Linked DNA regions of Zea mays: all the other regions are linked to region 4. The links are chromatin contacts, called in public Hi-C maps. All regions are on one chromosome and are shown on one strand. The core of a region is the stretch at or near the end of the contact, and the rest is flanking DNA. Distances in the headings are between cores, read along the strand shown.

What was found. Hi-C and Micro-C count contacts between places; a contact is called where the count stands out from the background.
Region 1: a contact with region 4 is called in a Hi-C map of leaf mesophyll, with 2.6 times the contacts expected there. The contact joins the promoter of LOC103639235 here to the promoter of LOC100382095 in region 4. A contact is called at or near these places in 4 of 25 Hi-C or Micro-C datasets (endosperm, leaf, leaf mesophyll and 1 more).
Region 2: a contact with region 4 is called in a Hi-C map of ear, with 2.0 times the contacts expected there. The contact joins the promoter of LOC100191794 here to the promoter of LOC100382095 in region 4. A contact is called at or near these places in 5 of 25 Hi-C or Micro-C datasets (ear, leaf and tassel).
Region 3: a Hi-C map of tassel shows a contact between it and region 4, with 3 times the contacts expected there. The contact joins the promoter of LOC103639246 here to the promoter of LOC100382095 in region 4. A contact is called at or near these places in 6 of 25 Hi-C or Micro-C datasets (ear, leaf, root tip and 2 more).

What each region holds. Positions count from the first base shown.
Region 1 is chr9:142,473,293-142,477,714 of Zm-B73-REFERENCE-NAM-5.0, forward strand. It overlaps LOC103639235, which reads right to left and starts at 2,691. Exons shown (of 2, transcript XM_008662003.4): 1 at 2,211-2,691; 2 at 1,445-1,750. The coding sequence starts at 2,548. The coding sequence ends at 1,750.
Region 2 is chr9:142,810,297-142,815,089 of Zm-B73-REFERENCE-NAM-5.0, forward strand. LOC100191794 reads right to left here and starts at 1,754. Exons shown (of 1, transcript NM_001137219.2): 1 at 1-1,754. The coding sequence starts at 1,264. The coding sequence ends at 137.
Region 3 is chr9:142,869,186-142,873,848 of Zm-B73-REFERENCE-NAM-5.0, forward strand. It overlaps LOC103639246 (programmed cell death protein 2-like), which reads left to right and starts at 1,873. Exons shown (of 11, transcript NM_001301594.1): 1 at 1,873-2,152; 2 at 2,248-2,331; 3 at 2,422-2,555; 4 at 2,635-2,732; 5 at 3,203-3,291; 6 at 3,387-3,477; 7 at 3,559-3,716; 8 at 3,816-3,886; 9 at 4,117-4,231. The coding sequence starts at 1,913. It also overlaps the pseudogene LOC103639245.
Region 4 is chr9:142,644,000-142,648,197 of Zm-B73-REFERENCE-NAM-5.0, forward strand. LOC100382095 (Calmodulin-binding protein 60 G) reads right to left here and starts at 2,254. Exons shown (of 7, transcript NM_001174856.1): 1 at 2,056-2,254; 2 at 1,884-1,962; 3 at 1,717-1,769; 4 at 605-1,095; 5 at 329-489; 6 at 23-220. The coding sequence starts at 2,159.

The DNA of each region.
Region 1 (4,422 bases), core at 1,441-3,940, 170 kb before region 4:
GGTCTAATTATTAGGAGCTGCCGAGCTGGATGTATTCAAATGGGGCCTAATATAGTACTCCAGTTGCTAAACGCTAATCTAATGACGAGCGCGAGGCATCGATCTGACAAACCAGCTTAGCATTGAACAGAGAAGTAGCGGCCACGAAATGCCAGGAGAAGGTTGTCCGCACTAACGAACTGGGACAGCACAACAAGCCAACAAGGTAAAAGTGCAACTACGCCAAATAGATTCAGGTCGAAGGACCTCGGAAAAAGTAAAGGCCCACTGGCCCCAGACTGAATGTCCCAATCGCCCATATAAGCCGAACACATTCAGTTCGAAAGTCAAGGCCCAGGCTGGATGTCCCCGAAAACATACAAGACTTGCTTATATGACCATTTCAGTTATGTAGAGACACACTAAAGGGCTTGTAGTTTATTGATTACAAAGCTTCAGTAGCATCTAAGGTTTTAGGTTTGACTTCTGAAGAGAATATTTCGGGATTTAAAAACCTATATTGTATTGTGTAATCTCAAAAAAAAAAAATGTAGAGACACAAACAGTTTGGGTTATGAAAAATAAGATCTACACATGTTTTTGAAAAATATAACGGTCCACGTTGCTTGACGACGCACGACGAGGGTGGAACCGTGGAAACTGATGTTTATAGGAGTAGAGATATATTTATCTTAAGGTGAAGAGGATGAGAATGGCTCCAGGTCTCTGAGGACAGCTCATCCCCAACGTGCGCACACGCGGGTTTAAGGCCCGCCCGGACGCCGAATTCGCGCCGGCTCATCATGCACCGACCCGCGCGGCCGCAACACCTGCTTGGAAACCATGTGGGTGCAGCCGGTGGATATTTGCGCTTGTTGTCCACCAACTTCACACGAAGTGTTATCGACCATGCCATAATCTGGAGTACACAACAGATGGAGTAGCTACATTTAGCTGGACCATATCTGTTTGTTTGGCTTTAATTCATATCAACTTCTACTGTTTATACAGTGTTTTTGTCTATAGATCATAGCCGCAACAGTCTAAACAACTGACTTTAATTCGAAGCAAACAAGTCGCGGAGATGTCTGGCCACTCTTGGGAGTTTAGAGACCCTGGCAGTACTCGAAGAATCTATGAACATGGCCACTTTGTGCTAAGACCACACCATTAGGAGGGTCTTTTCCATTCAGAACACGGAAGAGGAAGCCACGCTGAGGCACAAAAAAGTTTCTTACCCTCCCGTGATCCAGGTGATCATGTCCCTATCATAGAGCGTTAAGTGTAGACCTCTCCTCATCGAAATAAATGCATGAAAGACCGCCTACGCAATTCGCAAGATCTGCTACGGTCTCTCCATCTCTGGGATTTGCTAATGACGAAGAAACGAAGCAAATGCAGTTGCATGCTGGCCTGTATTTTCCTGGCCAGCGACCAAGTTGCATATGAGCACAGGGGGATAATATTAGAAAAGTACTATCGTGCAAAGAATTTTTCTTCTCCGGGATTCAAGTCTTCTTCAAACATTTTTTGAACAGAATTAGGGGGCAATTGGCAGGTAGCGACAAGCAATCTCAGCAGATCTCCATCGAGTTCTTTTCCTATAACCAGGGGGGCAACAAAGTTCTCTACACAATCTCAGAACAAATTCTCTTCCACATTTTGAGAGCGAATCAGCGAAATAACAACAGACAACCATCTCTCGCGCTTTGTAGCCGCATCTTGCACCATGCCAATACAATACAATAGAATTTCACCGAGGTACCGGGTTCTGAAAAAAAAGTAGAGGGAAAACGAAATTAGAGGCGACTAGTGCATCACAGATGATCACTTCATCAGATAAACGAGCTAAAGCTATCTTGCTGCTTAAGAGGTGAGCCAAAACGATGACAACTTGTGCTGATGAGCTTGTAGTCTGCTACAGATCTGTGTCATGTACCTGTGACTTCCCAAACCATTTCAGGAAGCAATGGTGTATGATGAGGGGGCATAAGGACTAGCATTCAGTCGTACCAATAATCCATACAAACAGTACAATGAAGATTAAAACGTCTGTACTTGTTGTGCAGAGTCCCATTACCCAGCGGAAGGACAGGTCCGATGCTTGGGAACCAAAGCAGCCATCGCCGTTATGTCCGAAAATATCGAGAAGAAGAACGGATACCCCGATAAAAGGGGAAAGGGGAAGGAGGAGGAGGAGAAGAAGAAGAAGAAGAAGGCGTGATCCGTACCAGCCATGGATGAGCTCGGAGCACTTGGCCTTGATCCAGCGGAATCCCCTGCGGAACGATGCCTTGACTTTGCCCTCCGCCGAGTAAGCCTTGTAGCTGGCCACCCGCCGCCGCCTCTTCATCTCCGGATCGCTGAAGCACCACGCCGACCCCACCCCTCCCCCGCCGCCCCTGTTGGATACCGGCGGCGGCGACCTCGCGGGCGGCTTGACGATGATGTCGATGCGGCGGTCACCGTAGGGCACGACCTCGTTGCGGTAGGGGCGGTCGTACTCACCGGCGGGGGCGGGAGCCGCGTACGGGCGGTGCGCGCGGTCGTAGTCGGCGGCGGCGGCCATCGCGAGGCCAGACGACGCGGGGGCGGACCGCGTGGGAGTCTCGCGGCGTGGCGTTTGTGCAGAGGGAGGGAGGGAGGGAGAGAAACGCCGCTGCCTTTTCCGTTTTGTTTTACCTTTGTATTGTGTTGATGTAGCGCTGGCGGCTTCCGATCCAGCTTCGTGTTTATGCTTAAGCTTTGATAGGCCGCCGTTTTCTTTAGAGTAAAACTAAACCTCACTTCTCTATCTATCTATCTACTATATAAAGCATCACTTTTTTCTGATTTCCATAGTTCTAAAATCCTAAAATCGTGGTGCGTCACCTTTCCCATTTTATACAAAAACAACATAAAATTATGCATATATGTGAGATTTTTTAACCTTATTTATCGTCTTTACATCCACACCCAACTAACCAACATAACACACACATTTTTATGTTTTATTAAAACAAAGTATACTAATATACTATATAAAAGTCGTAGCAATATAGTCACCTGATTAGTAAGATTCTATTTGTTTCCTATAAACCGGGAGAAATTTGAAAGTAATCTAATAATAAAAGAACACTTTTTAAGGTAACGATTTTTAATGATAAGATCAAACAAATTTTATGTGATTTCATTAGCTATTTAAGGTTTTTTTTGCTCGAGTTTCATATCCAGTCCAAAAAACAAAATTCTATCATTTCGGGTAGAATTTTTTATATCTTTTAACATAGAATGAATTAGAACTTAAAATTTGATATGTTAGTAAAGTAAATAGTAAAATATATTTATATCTTTAAAGGTTTTTATAATTTCTAGTAGTTTAATTACATAGCAAGTTGCACGAAAAACTTTATTGTACAATAATCTTTATCTTTTTAAAAAGTCCACATGAATTTTTGGATCTATTCAACACTTAGAGGTATTGCTATAATAAAAGGAGATGGTATGTCGTATAGATGGTTCCCTCCTCTGGCCTGCAGCATCGTGATAGAAGACGCTCCTTTGTCCCCTCTCTCCTCTCTTTATAGATATTCTCTCTCATTTTCTCTGTCTATAAGTAAAACTAAAATACATATAGATTATTTGAAACTACAAAAAGTATATATATATATATAAAAATTTAGAGCAGAAAAAGGCACGTGATGAACGCTTTTTTTTGGAACATAGGTGAGTGTGTCGGTCGTCGACCTCCAACTCGTGCTGCCAGCAACGATGAAAGGCCTGAGGTTACTCGGCGTCCACTAGGTTTCGAGAGAAAAAGCAGCATCCGCCATCATGGAACGAAGGTGTTATTCCCATTATACATGGATTGGATAGGATTAGAAAAAATTTAGAAAAATTTTGACTTGTTTGAGATTTAAACTCACCCAATCTCATTCAATCCATATGGATTGAGAACTAACCGAAAGTCCGAAGGTGGACAGTGGACAGCGGCTGGGGCACAGGAGCAGGGAGCAGCGGTTCTCTTCCGCCGATCACGGATCACAATCCAAGGGGTGAAACCAGGATTAGAGTTTGGGAGGGACAAATTAGATTGAGAAAGGGCGTTAGGAGGTATTTTACATTATTTATATGATGATTACCTAAGGAAATTAGTAGATAATATAGAATTTAGGGAGGATTAGGGGGCATTGCCCCTCTCTACCACTCGTGGATTCGCCCCGAGTCCAACCCAACGCTAGTATTACACTATTATGGTGACGAACTAAAGCATAACACCACTTGACAACTCATCTCTCAAAAGTAAAAGAGAAAATAAGTTGATAGATGGTACAAATAATTCTAAAGTTATTGAGCAACACTAATTTAGACGCTTGGGTAAGTTTTCTATGGTGGAACTTAAAAACTAGTATTTGGCTTGCTACTTGCTCCTTTGGTCTTGAAATATTTCGAATCCTAGAGTTG
Region 2 (4,793 bases), core at 504-3,003, 170 kb after region 4:
CTAACACAAAACATTTAATCCAACAGCCCAGAGGGGAAAAAAGAAGAAGAAGAAGAAGAAAAGGATGGAGAACATATAGTCTGTTTTTTGCGAATAAAAAAACATGTAGGTAAATGGAGAGCAAGAAATCAGGAGCTCAGAATTTGTACGGGGACTCCTCGGCGCCGCCGCCGGGGTCGTACAGGTCGAAGGGTGCCCAGAGCGCATCGAGCGGGCACGGCCGCCCGGCGCCCAGCCGCGCCCACGGCTTGCCGGACCCGGACCAATGCAGCAGGCTCACGGGCCCCGGGTGCAGGTCGCGGCAGCTGCCCAGGACATTGTCGCCGCCGAGGCCGTGCTGGTTCCACCGGTGCTCGATCGGCGCCACGTGCCCCGCGAACACCAGCAGGAAGGGCGGCAGCGACCCCAGCTCGTAGATGCGCCCCGCCGCCGACTTCTGTACCTCCATCCACCGCTCGATGCGCTGCGTGTAGCCCGCCTGCCGCCACCGCTCCAGGTCGACCACCATGACGCCCGTGTTGAAGTAGCACGGCCGCCGCCCCGCGAACGTCCCGGCGAACCGCTGGTCCGACCAGAACCGCCCCGTGAAGTACTTGGTGAAGTTGGCGTGGCAGTACTCGGGCGCGCCCACGGTGCGCCCGCCGAGGTCGGTGCGCCACAGCTTGGCGACGTCGTCCACGACGACGAGGTCGGAGTCCAGGTAGATGGCGCGGCGCACGCACGGCTCCAGGAGCTCGGCCAGGTAGTTGCGCGCGTAGTTCAGCGGCTGCTCCAGCGCCTGCCGCACCGACGTGGAGATGAGCCCGCGGACGCGCCCGGGGTCCAGGTAGTAGACCTTGAACCGGAGCTGCGGGAACACCGCGCGGACGAGGTCCCCGAGCCCCGGGTCGGAGACGAGGAAGTGGAAGAAGACGCTCTCGGGGCACCTGGCGTGCTGCACCACCGAGTGGACCGCGGCGACGGAGCCCCTCAGGTATTCGTTGTCGAGCGTAATCGCGATGTGGACGAGCCATGGGTCGCAGACATTGGCGCCGGTGCCGTTGTCCGCGCCGGCGCCGCAGTCGGCGGCATTGCGGAACGGCGGGGCGCGGCGGAAGGCGACCCCCCTGGCGCCCCCTGCGATCTGTCCCGGGAAGCGGACGCTGCCGTCGAACTGCGACGACCGGATGGCCTCGGCGGGCGGGAAGGACTGGAGCGACGGCGACAGCACCACCACCACCATGGCGGCGGATAACAAGCCGGACAGGCGCGCCACCCACAGCATCGCGCTCCGCCGGCTCGGCCACCGCTTCCTCGCGCCGGGTCTCCCGAGCTGCGGCCGCCGCCGCTGCTTCGACCACCTCACCAAGACGCTGTGCAGGCGCGCGATGGCGTCCAGCGGCGGCGCGGCCAGGCTTGGGATGGAAACAAAGGGGAACACACGGACAGCGCAGGCACCCTCCACCTCCTGGACCTCAATTGGATCGCGTCGCGCTCTCCTGGAGGTTGGAGGATCGGCGCGTGGAGTTGGGGAGAAGCAAGCAGGAATCCATGCGAGGTAAATGGGGGCGGACTGAGGAACAGAGCAGCGGCACCGGATGCGGAGGCGGCACCCACCAACCCACCGCGGCAGGCGTCCCCTCGCCTGCCACCGCTCGGCTTTTCTCTCTCGGCGCGGTGGCGTGACGGTGGCGTCTGCTGCGATGCTGCGATGCTGCTTGCTCTAGCTGCTGCCTATTGTTTCTGAATCTGACACTCCGGTTCTGTTTGATTTTGCAACGTGACTCCGCGTATCCGGGCTATTTTTTTGCTACACTTTGAGGAAGAGACGGGAGCCGGGGAGGAGGCAAGGCAAGGGCCACTGCTGGCCTGGCCGCTGACTCACCGGCCAGTTTTACCGCTGCCGCTCCGTCCTGCTTTATGCTTAGTTTGTTGCTTCGTTCTTATTATGTAACAAAATTTGTGCTTATAATTTTAAGGTATTGTCTGTTTTTAACACAATTTGGACTCATACTTGCACGAGTTTAGGAAGGATAAGTCAAAAGAACAACGTCTACTTGAATGCACATGCGAGTTTTCTAAAAGTTTGACTGGATAAGAAATACTGCAAATTCTACCCAGTATGTTCTTCTAAAGTAGAACTGGCACCGTTTGGCGCTCATAACGACTAGGGATAAACTTGTTTTTTTAGTTTCAAAAAGCTGGGAGATATATCAAGGCTAATAAAGTAGGAACAAAATTATAATTGACATGCAAAATAGGGCTAACACTACAATTGCCTCTTATTGCACCATGATATTTAATTTTTTGTGGTGTCAGAGATTCAATTTATTTCTACGAGAGAATTATCTATCTAACACTGAAGGAAGCCAACCTTTCTTTTCTTCTAAGGCTAGTTTGAAAACCTCATTATCTCGAGAGATTTCAATTTTCCTAAGAAAAAATAGTTTATTTTCTCTTAGAAAAAAATAGAAATCTCTTGAGAAAATGGAGTTTCAAACTAGCCCTAAAAGGTGCTAAAATTTCATTTATCTAACATTCAAATAAATCAGACTTCATTTCTTTCTAAGGTGCTAAAAATGTAAACTTCTATATTCGGTATCGACTTAAATTTTTTTCCTGTAAATAACATTGTCGGTAACTATATCAAGTAAGTGGCTGATAAAAACAACATAAATACTCTTGTTTATAGAATAAATTTATATTATAAAATAGGAAATAGATAAATAAAAATGTTGTCAAACGAGGAAATCATTAGTATACTTGTGAAGAAGTTTTGATAATAAAAGGCTACAAATAAATAATCAATAAGTTTTAATTTATAATAAATGAATTTTAAATTTTAAGGTAGCAATAGGTAGACATTAGTTTTATGTATAAGCTTCACAAATATCAGATCAGCATATTTTAAAAAAAACAGAGAAACCACAACATTAACGTCTCGCATTAGCTTAATAGATCCATTCAAGAGGTCCACACATATACATGTGCATATTAAACATATCCATATTAGAGATCTCTATACATTACCAAGATCTCTATAGGTTAACATATCCATAATCACATGAATGTTTGTATCATGTTGCACAACCAACTTACATACCTTTCCCTTGAAAAAAACTTGACCAACAATGGTAAGACCGCACCGCATCTCACACACTGCCACTGTGATTCACTCCCACAGGAAGTCGAACTCGGAACCTGAGAGGTGTTACTTAGGCTATTCTCAATGCTAAGTTTTATAACAGTGTTTACAAAAGGGCCAATCAACTTTGTGGAAGAATGAAACACCCTCTTTCAATGGGGAGTTTCATCTCACTTATTTCTAAGCTAATCACTGCAATTAAATGCTATTAAGTCTCATGGTCAAATATGACATGTATATTTGTAGCCAAGCAATGGTACTATATTTTGCGATAAAATTGTGTTGTCATATATAAATTAGAATGGATGTTTGTCAACAGAAGATAAACTCATTCAAACAAAGCAATATAAAAGTTAAAGTTATTATATATTAGTAGTATTTATAAATAAGTGTAACGGTGAATATGCACGCGTGAGCAGGAAGAGAAGCTTTTCGCGGGAGTATTGCCACGCTGCACACTAGATCCCTCGTGAAACGAGTTGCGTCACAATGGTTGTGTCATGGTGTTTCGCTGGTCTTGGAAACGAGTTAGCAAGGTTTCATGGTGATGAAACCAGTTTACTCTCTCTCTCTCTCCTCTTAAATCTACCGCCAAGTCATATCAAAATCTGACATGGAAGGTTAATTAATGTCATGAAACATCTCATGAAACCTGTATTGAGATTAGCCTCAGACCACTTGACCAACGCCGCTAGAGGCCCTTTCGCAGGTACCTTCCATCAAAAAAGTAGAGATTGCACATTGGGGAACTGTAAAATCAGTATGAATTGAACACTTTGAAGATTCGACTTCACTTGAAGAACCAAAGGTGTACGCAACAGTGGTCCTAAGATTTTAGGGGTACGACACGAATTTGAAAATAGAGATCTTTTTAATTATTTATATATATGGATATTACTAATATAAACACTTAAGGTACATCTAAAACACTTATATCTAAGTGTAACTATATAAAAAATACATATTATCATCTATGCAGAGGGGAAGTTGGAGGTAGAGGACGACGTCTGGATCGAGTGGGGGGAGTGTCGCGCAGAGAACCACCAGGGAAGAGGTGCGCCGCGCACAGCCATGACAGCCCACAAAAGAGGATGCTCGATGGGAGACCATGAGTGTGGAGAAGTGCTGTAGAACAGTGGTCTGCGGGGAGCTGCTGCCACAACAATGTCTATGGAGGAAGAAGCCTACAAGGGTAACTTCGAGGGGGAGCTGCGTCAGCAGTGGGGAGCGGTGGAGCTGGGGTGCAGCAGAGCTAAGGACGCCCGATAGAAGTTGCAGCGACGATGCAAGAGACATGGTGTTGGAGAGCAGTGGTGGTCAACTGGAGGCGAGGTTCGAAGGAGCTACGCATGCCGACGTGGGAGGCATGGATCTGCTCTCGATGATGACAAGGAGCCTCCGACGGAGAGGAGGCGTGGATCGGCGGTGGCATGTATCGGCGCCAAGCTAAGCATCATCTCTGGATTGAGATGTGAGATTGGGAAAGCTTGTTGTGGGCCTATCGATAAGTGTTGATAGAAGTGGGCCCATCCTATTAAGGTGTGTTTGGTTGAGAAGCGAACGAGAATGGAGCGACTCCATTCATGTTTTATAGATGTTTGGTTTCTAACGGAAGAGGAGTGGAGCGACTCTCGAGCCTATATATGGGCAATATTTGGAATGCTCCCGC
Region 3 (4,663 bases), core at 623-3,122, 220 kb after region 4:
GAGAATGCCTGATGAACTGTTGACACAGATGACTCAGCTAATATGATCTTGGTCGGCTTCTTATTACGCAGGTCATCCACATCGTTTGCAGACCAGAAATAGCAGGCACCAATCTTAGAAATAGCCAAAATGTGTACTTCTCCTTCGTCTGAACATTTACAGTCCAAAAATATTGCTGGCTGCTCCATCGACAGGATACAGTTTGAGCTCTGGGTTTTCCCGCTGTCCAGCTTCCAAATGGCAATATAGCGCTTCCCAACTCCAGATGACAGAACATACTGGCTATCATTGGAAAAAAAAACCCATGCTCCTCACAGAAACCTATGAAGTTTTAATGGTTGCATGCAATAAAAAAAATGGGTACTTAGATAAAGAGGGTACATATCTATAAATAGTAGTCCTAAAAGAGGAACACCAATAGGTAAGAGAAAGCAAGAGATACTCACTGAAATGTCCAGATAATTTTTTAATCTTTTTGTTGCTGGAAGTGTCAAAGGTCCTCAACTGGCCAGCTGCTGTTGCTAACATATTTCCATCTGACATAATCAAGTACAAGCTGCATGTATATAAAATTAAATGGTGGAACTTTGCTGGATAGATTGCATATACAAGCAAAAAAAGCATATATAGAGGATGGATCCTACCAAGAACCTTGGCAAAAACAACGTGCACATGTAACTAAATAAACATTTCAGCAAGCAGCATAGTGCATTGATGAATAAATAATACATGTAACTTATGAATTGATGAATAAATAATAATGGTAACTAAATAAATACGAGGGAGAGGAGGTTGTGGATGCGAGACGCAAATTTTTTGGGTAAAAATAAGAGAGCTATTAGAGTAAGATAAACCACTATTCTTTACTAATATCTGTTTGGAGTTAGTTTACACATTCTTTTAAAGTTGCTCTAAGAGCGTCTCCAATAGCTCCCCATAAATTGACTCATAAAAATAAATTTTAAGGGACATCTAAAAATTAGTGGAGATAAATTTTAATCCTTTCTCCAACACATCCTTTAAAGCAACATATTGTTTCTGGGGAGCCCAAGAAACCTCTCATTTGTAGCTACAAATGAGGGAGTTTTAAGGGCTACGAAAAATTTAGGAGCACTTTAGGGGAACTGTTGAAGACACGTTTTTGTGTTTTTCCCAAAAAACTTGATTTAGGGGGAGACTTCTCGGGAGCTCTTGGAGATGCTCTAGTAAGGGTTTTGTGGAGGAATGCGGTAGCGACGGTACCCATTCGTGCAACGATGGTGAGAGTCGCATAGTCAAATTCACATATTTGTAATATAATGAGAACTGATAACGTTAAACTATATTTGTTTAAGTCCAGTCATAATCAATTATTACACTAGAGTGTTGTTTGGTCTGCAGTTTTTAGGCTAGTAACCATTCACACTACTATCTAATGTCGTTGCTTTCCGTTTGGTTGAGACAACCCGTAATATGTCACAATGGGAGTGGATATGACTCTATAGGATCTCGTTACCCCTCTTTCAGAAACCCTATTCTGTTCCGTACTACACGCTCAATGAATCAAACAAAGTTTACTTTCTGTCAACACGTCTCATCGTCTACCAGTTTCTTTAACATTATCGTTACCACCGCCGAACTAAACAACACCTAAAAATTGATACCTCCTATTCAATTCTATTATTTATATTTAAATATAAATTATTATCGTTGTTATTTACGTTATATATTTGATAAACGCACCAAAGTGTCAAACCATGCTCGAGTCACCCTCGCGAGCCGTTTGCCGTTCAGGCTCGGTCGCCCCATGTTGGCCCGATCGGTTTCATTTTGTAGCTCAAAGGTGAGGTTAGGGTTTTTTTCACCAAACCAGCGAGGCAGCTACCGTTTTGTCGCCATAGCACTCCCGCCGACCCCCTCGCCGCCGCCGGGAATGGAGACCAGCACCAAGAAGCTTAGCAGCCTTCGTATCACCTCCCTGGACGACGATGACGACGAGACCGAGATCCCGCACCAGCCCCCTCAAGCAGGCCTCTCCACCGCTGAAGCGGATTATGAGGACGACGACGATGAGGAGGAAGAAGCCGAAGTGACTCTTGGTGTCCTTAGCAAACCGAAGCACCCAGGCCTCCTCCTCCGCCACTTGTTCCCCAGCAAGGCCGGTGGCATCCCGGTACGCGCGCTAACCCGTCTTAAATTCCAGTAGTTAATTGTCTTGCCGTGGTACAGTTTCGCGTGTTGATACCAGGGCTGTGTGGTTTTGTTCAGGCGTGGCTAGACCCGGTGAACTTGCCGTCGGGAAAGTCCAGCTACTGTGGTTTCTGTGGCGAGCCTCTGCAGTTCGTCCTCCAGGTGTTTTCTTTGTGTGCAATGAAGTTGCCACACTCGACTGCTTATTGTTTGGATATCGACTTGGTCACAGTTAGGCTTGGTTGTGTTTAGATTTATGCACCAATTGAAGATAATGTAGCAGCCTTCCACCGAACGCTGTTCATGTTCATGTGCCCATCCATGGCATGCTTGCTTCGAGATCAACATGAACAATGGAAGCACAAGTACGGGAATCCATGTAGAAGGTGATGAAAGTCCTGTATCTGTAATGGTTTTGTTCAGATATCTTCTGATTTTGATGGTTTGTAGTGGATTGTTTTCCAGCGTGAAGATTTTCCGGTGCCAATTGCCACGGAATAATGCCTTCTACTCAGCTCAACCTCCAAAGCATGATGGCTCTGACAAACCACTCTGTCCAGGAGGTAGTGTTGTCTTCTGTTGAGTGACAGTTAACAATATATATCCTGCACTAGATGTTGTATAAATATGTGAAATTGTAAATGTTTGATACTGACTTCTGCTTCTCCTGATTTCTTGACATTGTCATTTATTACATTAGTAGTTTCTGTCAGTGTGCAACATTTTCTCCATGTCAACTACTACCTTGTTTTCTCATTTGGGAACATTTCTGTTTATTTATGTTTGGAGTGTCTAGGGACCTATGGCACATGCAAATTTTATTCAAGAGAAGTTTATTCGGAAGTATGTAAACTTAGCATAAATATACGTCAATTGCTGTCTTAAAACTTTCTTGTGTGTCAAATTACTGTTTCGGTGCCTATAATCCTGCAATCTGTCTACTAGTTGTTGGTAAATGAGTTTTACTTGTCCCTTGGCTGTCAAACACTTAATGTTACTAAATTCTTTCAAATGCATAACTATTTGTTGCCAGCTCCTGTATGCCACTGGTGTGGTACCTGGAAAGGTGATAAAATATGTAGTAGCTGCAAGAAAGCAAGGTACTGTTCTGAGAAACATCAGGTATGTATGCCAAACTTTAGTGTCCATCAATTCGTTTCTGACAGCTGATACGAGCTTATATTTTAGATTGATGGCTCTTGATTGCTGTTTCTCAGGCACTGCATTGGCGAACTGGTCATAAAAATGATTGCCTCCAGATAATAAGTTCTGCTGCTTCAAATTCAGTTCTGCCAGCTGTAGGAATAGGTGATTATCTATGGATTACTAAAGCTATTTATGCTCTTAACATTTGAATTGTGTTGTGCTGACATTTTTGTCTACTTTCAGTTCCTGCTAGCATTTCTTGGCCAGAATTTGAGATAAAAATAGACTACGAAGGTACTTTTGATTCTGATAGTGGTGATGAAAACAACTCGAAGTCATTGGTGATGCAAAGACATGGGAAACTTGATGCTATGATGCAGTCGTGGATGGACCATTTCGAGGTTTTGTTCCCATTCTCTTTCTTCATTCTCTTTAGAATAATCTCCGCTGGCTTTTGCTTGTGCATCAGTCATTTTGTTTATTTACTGCTGTCTGGGTAGGCTGATGCTGACAACAAATGCTGGGCGTCTTTTCAAGAACGGGTCTCAAGAGCACCAAATCAAGTGTTGAGGTGATATTTCATTGCCTGTGTAATTTCTCTCTATCTGTACCATGTTTATAGTGAATCCATCTACATTTTGCCTTGTATTTTTGGGGAAATGACCCTGTCATTATTGAATTTATTACTTGCATTGCATACTTACTTTAAAAAAAGAAATGTTGCCAATATTGTGCATAACATGTGTATTATGCAGGTACTGTTGAGAACTAAATGCTAAACATAACATGTGTATTATGCAGGTATTGTCGAGAACCAAATGCTAAACCTCTATGGGCCTTATCTTTCGGGTGCCCGTCAGATGCTGATATCCCATCATGTAGCTACTGTAGAGGTCCATTATGCTATGAATTTCAGGTTGGTCAAATTTCTAGTTTATGACCACAGTCCATCTTTCATTTTAGTAGTTGGTACCTCCATTCAAAAACATAGGCAGTTTTAGTTTTGCCTTTCAAACTTCTCTAACTTTAACCAAATTTATAGAAAATTATATTAACATCTACTATACCAAATAAATAATGGCCATTCAAGAACGAATCAAGTTCGGAACATGATATATGTGTTGGGCTAGGGGTAGCACCAATTAAAGAAAAGCTTGTCCAACACCGGTTGAGATGGTTTGCATATGTCCAACATAGACCTATAGAGACACTAGTGCATAGTGTTTTAAGGTGTGATAGCAATGGGAAGAGAGGCAAGGGAAGACTAAAGTTGACATGGAAAGAGGCAGTAAAAGGAGACCTAAAAGAATGAAATATACCCAAAGGTTTACCCTTGAATAGGAGTGTC
Region 4 (4,198 bases), core at 1,004-3,503:
CTTCTCCTTCAGCCGTGTTTACCTTCTGTGTCGGGGTGAGAGCGCTCAAGGTGAAGCAGTGGCCCCCGACGAGCACGCCGACGACTTCGTAGACGCAGTTGAACAGGAGGACGGTCCCGTGCCCGCTGCAGTAGGAGTAGAGCCTGTCGTCCAGCACGCACTCCCGGGCGTGCTCCACCGTGGACTCCCACATCTTGTTCGACATGCCGCTGCCAAGCAACTGAAATTACATGCATGTGAAACACAAACACGCAGCAGGATGATCTGAATGCTGGATGTGTACATGCATGCATGTCATATACTAGTATATATAGGGATAGTCTCTCACGCTGCGCAGTCCGTACTGATCCATCACCAGGTTCCTGAGGAAGTCTTGAACAGTGTGGATTCCGAAGTCCGCCAGCTTCTTGTGGAACACGCCGTCTTTCCCGATCTTCTCCAGACGCCACACGTCGTCGGCTAATGCAGGTGGATGGTGCTTCTTGTACACTGACACGAGTTCAGGAACCAAAATTTGTATCAGACGCTACGCTATCCGTGTCTCGTGAACGGACAAAGAATTGAACAAAAAAAAACCAAGTGTAGAGCAATTATATTCAATTACCTTCTCCACGGTGATCCTTCACTAGGAACGGGTTGCTCACGGCTTCCAGCACCCGCTCTTCGATGGAGCTAGCCCTGGACATCCTGGCGCCGAGCCTGAACTTGCGGCTCCGTATCCAGCTGGAGTTATCCGTGAAGGAGATGTCGCGGATGGAGGCAGCGCCCTTCTCGAGCACGACCACCACCTCGCCGGACAAGAGCGGCCTCTTGCCTTCCCTCTCGAACACGACGCTCTCGCTGAACTCCTTCTCGCTGTGCTCCACCAGCCGCTCGTCGGCGTTGAAGTCGCCGTCGAGGACGAGGAGCTCGACCTTCATCGAGGACATGGGCCCGGAGGCGACCGTCTGGCCGGTGGTAGCGTCGGTCAGGACTAGCCGGAGCGGCTGCTTGCTCTCCGCCTCCACCCTGTTGCCCGTGAAAAGCGTCTGCGGCAGGTTTCCCTGGAACTGCAGCTTGTACCGCTTGCTGCTTGTCTTTAGCTGGAGCGGGAGCCTGGACGTTGCAGAACGACACAAGTTCAGTCATGACTTCTGAAAACGCAAAAAGGTGCATTGGTGGCTCCGTGGCGGTGGCGGTGGCGGGGTAAAGTAGATTTAAAAAAGCAGAAATTAATTAAAGGGTTAAAGCCTAACACTGCACTGACAGCATAATTACTGGAACAGATAAAAGCAATTATTCGAGGAATCATAGCAGCTATAGCATAGTAATGGGTACCGAATTACAGAAGGATTAGCTGTGCATCATCTTAGAGACTGGAAGTTTGTTTCATTGTCTTAAAAGAGAGAGAGAGAGAATGAAGGACGTCTCCTACAACAATTAAAGCTGTAAACTCCAGTGTACTGGAGTCGAAGTTGAAAATAAACAGAAGTATATACTGCTCTAGCCACTGTCGGCACTAGTGGTCAGTATAAACCTAAGTGTATGGGTATGGGTATGGCAATATATGGAATTATGGGGCATGTAAATGTAAGGTTTCCGTAGCTCTGATAAACTAGCTGCTACCAGCATGCATGGCATGTAGCCATGTTGTAGTCCACGACCACGAGGACTCGGCAGTCTGAACGTTAAATAGTGATGCAGCAGCTTAGCAATCAGTGCGTAGTAGAGGCTAACCTGTGTGCGGAATCGATGTGTCGGATAAGAACATTGTGCACCTCCTCCTGCACCTGCAGATTTCCGAACGCAAATGAACATGAGAACACTGTGCACACCTCCTCCTGCACCCTGATTTCCGGAAGCTCAATAATGGCGTGCAAATAGCTACGGGGAGAAGTGCTTACGACTCTGCGCAGAAATGGCTCCAGCTTGGGCAGATGCCTCTGCATGTACTGCGCGCCAATGGCCTCCTGCATCGAGCTACTGCAAATGGGCAAGATGACGGCAGGCGTTCAGAAGCCAAGGACTTGAGCGCCCACGCGGCAAATGCAGCAGCAGCACGGAAATCTCACTCACTCGACGAACGTCCGGCGGCGCTTGGCGTCGGGACAGCAGGCGAGCTCGTCCTCGTCGCCGTCCACCACCTCCTCCTCCACGTCAAGCGTCCTCTTCAGGTCCATTGAGAGTGGCCACGTGCAAGCCGAGGCGGCGATCACTCACTCACTCGAGAGAGTCGAGAGTCGAGACCACTTGGCTCACTCGAATTCACCTGAAACGACGGCTTGCACCGTTAGCTCTGGCAGTGACCACGGCGGCTATAAATAGCACGGGGCGCATGAAAGCAGAGGAAGCAGCGTGGAAGCTTCTTCCAGGGGTGGGGGGTCGGCGGTCTCGTCACGGACACGCTCTCGGCCAGTAAAAAGCGCCAGCCACCCGCCCGCGCGCACCTCACCACACACCAGGATGAATGACAGAATCCCTAGAAATGCCAAGATTCCGAGGCGGGCAGGGCTCGCCTCGCCCGTCCACCGGGGCCGGAGGGAGGGATAGCTCCTTTCGGCTTTCCCGTCCTCCTCCTCCTCCTCGGCTCCTCCTTTCTTTCAGTGCCGACGTACGCCTGCAGAAAGGGCGCGGGATTTTGTCAGGCCGGAAAGCGGCAAAGCGCGGGGGGCGGAGGCGCGGAGCTATATTATCAGCTAGCTGTGTCGGAATGGGCATGGCCGTGCCCGTGCGGGAGGGGGGGAGGGGTCGGGGGATGGATCGGGCAGCGGCGGGGCGCATCGGGAGGCGGGCCGCCGTGGTGCGTGGCTGGATTGGAGAAGCTTCCAGGAAGCAGAGGACCGGTGGTCGTGGCCATGGTCCATGGACGGGGCTGGCTGGCTGGCTGGTCTGGTCTGGCCCTCGACGGGTAGGCTTTTGGAGGCTGAAGGAAAGATGGGTACAAAGGAGAGCTTTTCGCCGGGAGAGGTGCTCGGACGGAGCGGGGGACGAAAGGAAGCGCAAAGCGGAGCGGAACAAAGCGGGCAAAATGCTCTTCTCTCTCGCATTGCATTGAGTTCATGATGAGTTCTCGTGCCTAGACCTTTGTATACAGAGAGACGAAAAATGAAATGATACCGCATTTGCATTCCCTTTTCATCTCTCTGATGGGGTGATCAATTGAGCTGTCAATGCACATTAACCAACGCCAAGCTGTTGATCATGTATAGGAGAAAAAGGTGAATGATCATCTAACGGTTCTCCAAATGATCAGAGTATCAGGCCATTTGATTTCTCCCGATGGAGCTTTGGAGTAGCAGCGAATTTAGAAATCCAACCAACTTGTGTTGATGTGCAGTGCAGATATGCAGACCAGCCTGCAAACACGACAAGATAACTCGATTTTCGTTGCCCCCTAATTCCCGAAAAGGAATCCTAGAAAGTGCAAGATCAGGGCATCTGCCCGCCCAGGCGCCCAGGAAGGAATAGGATAAGCAGCAGATGGCGTTAGCAGAGGCGCTGCTCTGCTCCTGTTCTCTCATTCTCTGGTGGCTGGCTCAGGGCCTCAGGATCAGCTCTACTACAACCGCCTTTGCTGGCCCTAGCTAGAAAGCGGCATGTTTACGACATCATGGTCGTGCTCGTCGTCGGGGCCGTGCTATCTCCAAATCTCCCTCGAAAAGCTGGAAGCGCCACACCCCGTCCATGTGAGCAGAAAGAGACCTTCTTTAGCATACGATGCTGATGCTCCGCGCTCGCTTTGGCCGTGTGTGCGTCAGTGAGTGCGTGCGCCCTTTCCTTGTCCCTAGCTCTCTAGCTAGCTCGCGCATGGTATCCGAGGCGGCGGCGCTTGGTTATCGTCGGCTAGGGCTGACGAGACGCAGGGCGCACGAGGTGCCCCCTTGATGCTCCCGGTAGCCCGGATGGAGTCCTGGAGATGTGGGAATTTTACTTTTGGTCCGATTTTTCTTTCTGGGCAATACTCCGGGTAGCCTATATATCTAAACTTCACTCCATAAGCACTATAATCTACAATAAAAACAGTCTTTTGGTTGAACTGTTGAGCACAATCTAAGACTTCAATTCTTTCATGCTTTTGTTTGTCGCTTTAGACCATGTCCAACAGCCTACCTATATGGTCAACCAAAACATTGTTTTATACTGTATACTGTATTGTTCGTAGTGTGGAGTTTACATAGGAATGAGGATATGTAACCTACTGGAGACAGTCTTACGTTGT